Regions from separate parts of the Solanum lycopersicum genome. Here region 2 is linked to region 1. The links are chromatin contacts, called in public HiChIP or PLAC-seq maps. All regions are on one chromosome and are shown on one strand. Each heading gives the region's core, a stretch centred on a gene start, on an enhancer-like site or on the middle of the called end of the contact. The rest is flanking DNA. Distances are from core to core; before and after follow the strand shown. Region 1 holds the start of ARF19A (auxin response factor 19a). Region 2 has its middle 12 kb from the start of LOC101252789.

Region 1 (3,435 bases), core at 211-2,710:
AAATTTTAAAAACTAAATTTTCAAAATATAATAAAAAATCTATAACCAAATGTTTACACATTAAAGAGAGCTATAATGATTTTTTTTTTAGAAGAATCACAAAAAGATAAAATAGAGTGGATGTGATTACTTCTCTTTCCTTTATTAAATTTCTTAAATTCAAACTGTAAATATAAAAAAGAATTCTTAATAGAAAACACTCTCTTAATAGAGCCTTATGTAATATAAATTAAAATTAATCAAATTCAGACAAAAATATCAAACATATATTAAACAATGTGATCATTATATTTGATCATATATTAAAAAAAAGAGTGAAATTTCAAAGTACTTTTGGTGATCAAAACTTTAAAATTCAACTAAAAATTGAGTATAAGAATTTTTAAGAATTCGAAAAATAAAAATATCTTCATTTTTATTTTTAAGTTATTCACAAAAAGTCAAAGATAACTTCATTTATAATTATAGTCATACACAATTCCAACTTATAAATATTATTTTTTCACTTTAAAAATATATATTTTTTCCATTTTATAATACAATACGATCAAACGCTCACTGAAATTTTAAAGCATGAAATCATGTTTGAGTGTGTTTTTTTACTTAGAAAACTTCTTAAAATTTTATGAGTCAAAGCAAAATTTCTCCCAAAAATTAAACATAAATTTGAAAACTTAATATTTAATGAACAAAATTTAAAATCTGATCAAAATTTCATGATCAAACAAGTTTTAAAACTAAATTTTCAAAATATAATTAAAAATCTATAACCAAACGCTTGCACATTAAAGAGAAGCTATAGAATCACCAAAAAATAGTGAACACCATTCATCCTCCTCTCTTAATCAATTATCTCAAATTCAAACTGTAAATATAAAAAAAATCATAATAAAAAACATACTCCTTAATAAAATCATATACAATACAAATCAAAATTAATCAAACTCCAACACAAATATCAAAACATCACTATAAAAAAAGAAAAAAGTGATCATCATATTTGATCGTATATTAAAAAAAAAAGATCATTATATTTAATCATACAGTATAAACAAGATAGAAATTATTACACATCCTTTTGTCAAGTTTCACCTCAATGGTCAACTTTGCTAGGCCATAACCAAGAAACACAAAATAAAATATAAAAAAAGAAAAAAAAACTATACATACATATATATATATATATATTATATATATTATTTATCCACACAAAGAATAGTAAGAGAAAGAGAAAAAGGGGCAAAAGCCATTTCCAAAGAGAAAAACAGAGCAAATTAGAGAGAGAAAAAGATAGTGTTTATGTGTTGTGTGCTCTGTGTCTGGTAAAAAAGGGGCCAATTTAAAGCTAAATTGCAGCATTTGGTCTCTCCAATTCTCTACACACACCTCTTTATTCACAAAACCCTTACTTTGTCTCCTTCACCCTTCTTATTTTCTCGTTTTCCGGTCACCGGAAAACGCACAATCGTCTTCCCGTCAGATCTAAAAGCTTAAAAAAAATGAATCTCCGGTGAAAATAATATCTGAAGTTTAATTTCAATTTTTTTTTGTTGATCGGAGAAAAGATAGAAAAATGAAAACACCGGTGAATACTGCCGGAGTTCAGCAGCAGCATACTGTTAACGGGAATCCTGGTGAAGGTCTGTCACTATGTTTTTGCCTTTGTATAAATATTATTATTAATTTTTTTTCTTAGGTATATACTTTCTCGATGCATTGTAACAATCGTTGAATCATCGAATAAATCAATTTCTCTCTCTCAATTTATTTATTTTTGTCTATTTCTTCAAAAGTGCATATTTTTTTTTCCTTTACACATGAAATTTTCCTGGAAAAATATTTTTTTTCTTTTCATTGCAAAGCAAAATGGAAACACTTGCGCGTTTGATAAAAGTTGCTCTCTCCATATACGTTCACTTTTAATTATCATAGTTTATTAATTTTTGAAGCCGGTATATTTTTTATATTTAAATTTATAGTATTTTCAATATAATTTTGAAATATTTAAATTTTTATTTTAAAAATTATATTAATTTAATTTTTGGAAATTAGATAAAAACAACAAATAATAAATAGATGGGAAAGTAATAAGCAACGCAAGTCTTTTTTTTCCTAAAAAAAAAAAGTGAGAAAAAAAATCTCATACTTTTTCAATTTATATTACCAGTAATTTATTTTTTTGGAAAATATTTTTTTTTTAATTTTTGTATTTGTTTATTGTAGTGGAGAAGAAAAGCATAAATCCAGAGCTATGGCAGGCCTGCGCCGGTCCTCTGGTGAACTTACCGGCAGCTGGGACCCACGTTGTTTATTTTCCACAAGGCCACAGTGAACAGGTCTAGTTTTATTTTCGCGATTAATAAAGTGGGTGAAAAATAATAATATTAAAATATAAATTTGATATAATAATGTGTCGGTAAAAATAAATTTTTTTATATGCGACTATTTGCTAACGTGAGCCGTTATGGTGCACAATTATTAAAAAAAAAATTCACTACCTTTGGTGTTACTATTTGATTTTGATAGTAGAAATGTATTTTTATGTCCATGTTCTAGTAAAGAGTAATTTATTTAATTTTTTTGTTGATCTATTATTGTATTATCTTTTTTGGTGTAACATGCAATTTGTGTCAGTATCTATAGTTGTATTTTATTGGAGAATTTGTTATTTGTTTATGTAAATGCTTACATGTGCACGTGCATACACTATGTATTTTACCACACGGTTTTAGAAAAAGAACAAAGATGAAAAAGATAGGAAACATCATCTTTTAGTATCTTTGACTATGATGTTGCCAAACAACTATGGTAGTGGGAATTGTTTAAGAGGAAAAAAATAATTTAAACTTTATGGTTTGGCTAAAGATAATAAAGGGTGAATCGAAAATGACTTTTCTAAGGATAGGGTCTGTGTACACTCTAGACACAAATAAAGATTGAAAAGAATTTTTAGAATTTCTTTACCAAACCGTAATGATGAGAAAGAAAATGCAGAACAAAGTGCGGCGGCTAATAAAGTGAGATGAAAATTATGATGATTGAAGCTTAAATTCTAGTAAAGACGAAAAAAGTTGGTTGATTTCTTCCGGTTTGTTTATGACTTGGTGGACAGAGTTACTCAGTAACATGTACTTTGTTGAATACGTGAGATGCATGCAGGTTTGACCTGAACACTGTTGTTATAACAAAAAAACATGTCGAGGCAGGAAAAAGGAAGGAAACTAGGAAGATAATAAGAAGGAAATGAGAAGTTAGTAGGGGAATGTAATTCGATGACGTTTTGTTAAATAAACTTGTATAGTTTTTGGTTAGTAGGAAAATTCTAAATCTTTTGCTTTTTCTTTTTAGTCAAATTTTGTTTACTTTCAAGAATTTGTCCGTGTTGCAACTAAAATGTATGTCATATAGTTAGATAGTGTTGTATCTAGAATGGTT
Region 2 (3,741 bases), core at 321-2,820, 42 kb before region 1:
TTTTAGTCCTTCCTCATATTCTTTTGCCTATTTTCTTACATTGATATTGTACATAATTTTATGTATAAGCTGTTCGGTGGTCTTTTATTATATATTTCATAGAAATAATAGCTCTTTAGGAGAGAAGGAAGAAGAACAGCATCTTATTTCGTTCGATGGAAATATTATTATAGTTAAACTTAGAACACCTTGACATATGAAAATTATTTTTTTTACTATTGTACATGAAAACGACATGATGAACTTCTCATTGTTAGCTACTTTAATATTTTTACCAAACAAAATAACTTGTCCCTCTTCTCACCTTTTCTTAGCTGGAGTTATAGTTTCTACCAAATATATAAAAAGGTGATTGAACATTTCATACATAAATTGTGAATAAAATTAATGTTGAAAAATAGATCAAAATTTGGGAAAGGCATATTAAAAGTGCACTTATATTGCACACAGAAACTATTACTGCTCCATATAAAAATTTAAAGATAATTTTAAATTTTAACTCAAAAATAAGAAATTATAATTTTCATAATCAAACATCTCCTCGATTAGACGCAACAACTTATAATAAGTAGGTAGCAGAAAATCTAAGGAAGATAGGAAGTTGAAAGGACACCAACTTTGAGCTTTGGCCTATCCTCATTCCTTTTACATATTTGGTTCCAAATCCTTTATTCTTTCTCACAATAATAAAGTTACTTTTGCAGGACTAAAATTTTTTTAAGAAAAGGTTAAGACTTTAGTTTTTGAATTTTGAGGACAAAACCTCTATTGACCTTTTCTTTTCAAAGAAAAGATTTCATGCACAACACATACTTTGAACAAAAGAATTCTTTTTCATTTGAAAATTGGTCATTGTCTAGATATATTGGATCAATAAGATTAGGATATTATCCCATTTCCACTCATATCACAACAACTAGTATGATATGGACCTTGTTGTGACTCTTTGCATGTCAACTTCATTTCTTGTCATTGCTTTAATGGGTCAAGGAATACAATTACCTAGAATATTAAGAGTGAGTTTAGCTAATCCATATTCAAATTAAACTTTGAATATAATCTTGCAAGAGAACATTGAAAAAATGATTGTAATTGGTATCTTGATCTCCTTGTGAAAATAGTACAATTACCTAGAATCTTAAGAGTGAGTTTAGCTAATTCATATTCAAATTAAACTTTGAATATAATCTTGCAAGAGAACATTGAAAAAATGATTGTAATTGGTATCTTGATCTCCTTGTGAAAATAGTATTTACTTTTATATATATATATATATATATATATATATATATATATATATATATATATATTGCTAAGCAGAGATCGAGTTAACAAATAAACTAAACATAGAAACGAGTGTACAAACATTATACATTGAACTCATGTCTCAAAGAACTTGGTTGATTGAACCGATTACATTTTAAATTCTGAATTCATCTCACTCCCCTCCCACACACTTGTTTTTTTATTTACTTTTTTATATAGGAGGTATTCTCTTGGTGTGAAGACAACATTGTCTCTATCATATATCAATTACATGTCCAAATCAAGTCAAGGAAACAATAACTTGACCTCTCCAAACCCCATAAATATAGGGTATACCCTACAAAAGAACCAAAGGGTTTGTCTAGATCAGTAGCACATGCATTATTTGATTATGATGAGTGATATCTATTCCTTTGAGCTGTCCTGTGGGATCCAAAACTTGGCAGCTATGTGTTTTTGCATTTAATGCTAATTTTGGCTACTTATAACAACTCTTCCATTCTGTTTATGTGGCCCTTGTTCTTCCTTTCAATCTTGTCTCAACCATATAATAAAAAGGAAAAACTATATAGACATACATCATAACTCCCATATATACCAGTGTTATCTATACTTTCAAAATGTTACGTATTTCGCCATTAATTGACAGTTTCATACTATATATTGAGGAAGATACACTTAGATACATGTATTTTTGCTACAAAATATACTAAAATAGAGAGAGAGACAAACGAGATTCGTTATGTATCTCAGATACATGCAGATCACCGTAGATACACATTGGATACATGTATCTGTATGGTAGATATCTTGTATGATTCACATAACTAGATACACAGGAGAGTGACCAACAAGATTCATTATGTATCTCAGATACATGCGGATCACACTACATACACAATAGATATATGTATTTGTATGGTATGTATCTGGTATGATCTACATGTATTTGGTATACAAGATACATAGGAGAGTGGAGAGCGAGAATTGTTATGTATCGCATTTGCATACGAATCCACTTACATACAATGTGTCTAGCTAGAACAAATTACACTTGATTTTGACCTCATATATCTTGAGATACATGTATCTAAACACACTAAAATTTCATAAGATACGTAATATTACAAACTTAAATGTATCTAAATAATTAACTCTTAAACGAGTAGAATATACTTTAATAATTTTCGTTCAACTAGTGTGCTCTTTTAGACATGCAGCGTATATATTCAAGAAAATTGTGAGTACCTAATTACCACTAGCAAAATATATTGATGTTGTATAGTTCTCTTCAAAATATTATCTTGTCTTATAATTTTTCCAATTAATGAAGCTTCATTTTGGACACTATACTATGAGAAGATGTGATCTAATTTTAATAGGATAATGCACAAGTACCCTCTCAATTTATGCCTGAAACTAAGCGACACACTTATACTATACTAAAGTCTTATTACCCCTTTGAACTTATTTTATTAATAATGTTTGATCCCTTTTAAGCCTACGTGGCACTATCTTGTGAGCCCAACGCTAGCTGACTTTTTTTTTCGAGCTAGTGCCACGTAGGATGAAAAGGGTAGAAAAATTACTTATAAAATAAGTCTAGGGGAATAATAGGACCTTAGTACAATATAAATGTGTTTATTAAATTTCGAGCGTAGGTTAAAAAGATACTTGTGCATTTTCTCAATTTTAATTGATGTAATCATTAAAACTAGGTCGTAGGTTGTAACACCAAAAAAAAAACTATATGATTTCATTACACATAATAAATACTTTCTTCATCTATGTTTGATTTGAAATATACTGATAATTTTATTTATTTTCTTAATTATTATTATATGCTAAAAAAATAAATTTAAAACAATTATAGTACTTCACATTCAACAATAGTAATAAAACAGATGTAAAGTTAGAAATGTTTTTAATTTATTAATCTAAATAAATACTTTTTAATTTATAATAGAATATACTAAGAATAAGCGGAATAGATATTTCATAAAACAATTAAATTGCATCCAAACGGACCAAAACACTATTATTTATTTTTACCAGAAATAAGTTTGGTCTATATTGTATGTACCATAGTAAGGAAGACTACCATCACTATAATGTTCCGATATCTACTATTTATGTTTATATATAAGTGTGAATAATCTGCGTGTAATGATCGTACGTCTGTTTTATTTGTGTGGTTTTATATTTACATAAATATTTGTCTATCTATTTTTCTTTGTTTTTAATTTGATAATATTATTTTTTAATTTTTCATATATTTAAATATTTCATAATAAATACTATAAATCATGATAATAGATAACTTAAAATATTTTTAAAAAACATATAAAAAGATCGATTGCTTAAAAAAAAAATCTATTGATTCATAAAATTAATCTGTGTGTGTCACATAAAATGGGATAAAGGAGGTAATATGTCTTATTTAATTTTAAAATTATGTAAAAAAATATTGTAAAT

What was found. HiChIP or PLAC-seq counts read pairs in DNA pulled down with a chosen protein or histone mark.
Region 2: an RNA polymerase II HiChIP or PLAC-seq map of leaf shows a contact between it and region 1, with 7 times the contacts expected there. The contact joins the enhancer-like site here to the promoter of ARF19A in region 1. A contact is called at or near these places in 1 of 1 promoter capture datasets (leaf), 6 of 8 Hi-C or Micro-C datasets (leaf and leaf mesophyll) and 1 of 1 datasets of contacts at active chromatin or transcription factors (leaf).

What each region holds. Positions count from the first base shown.
Region 1 is chr7:8,685,259-8,688,693 of SLM_r2.1, reverse strand. ARF19A (auxin response factor 19a) reads left to right here and starts at 1,460. Exons shown (of 13, transcript NM_001247811.2): 1 at 1,460-1,640; 2 at 2,224-2,336. The coding sequence starts at 1,574.
Region 2 is chr7:8,727,435-8,731,175 of SLM_r2.1, reverse strand. No RefSeq gene overlaps it. Among protein-coding and RNA genes, the nearest start is that of LOC101252789, 12 kb to the right of the region's middle. Within about 2 kb of position 1,570, at least 2 of the 2 cell types and tissues checked have open chromatin away from gene starts, as enhancers often do. A contact at or near this core is called in leaf, where this site is marked.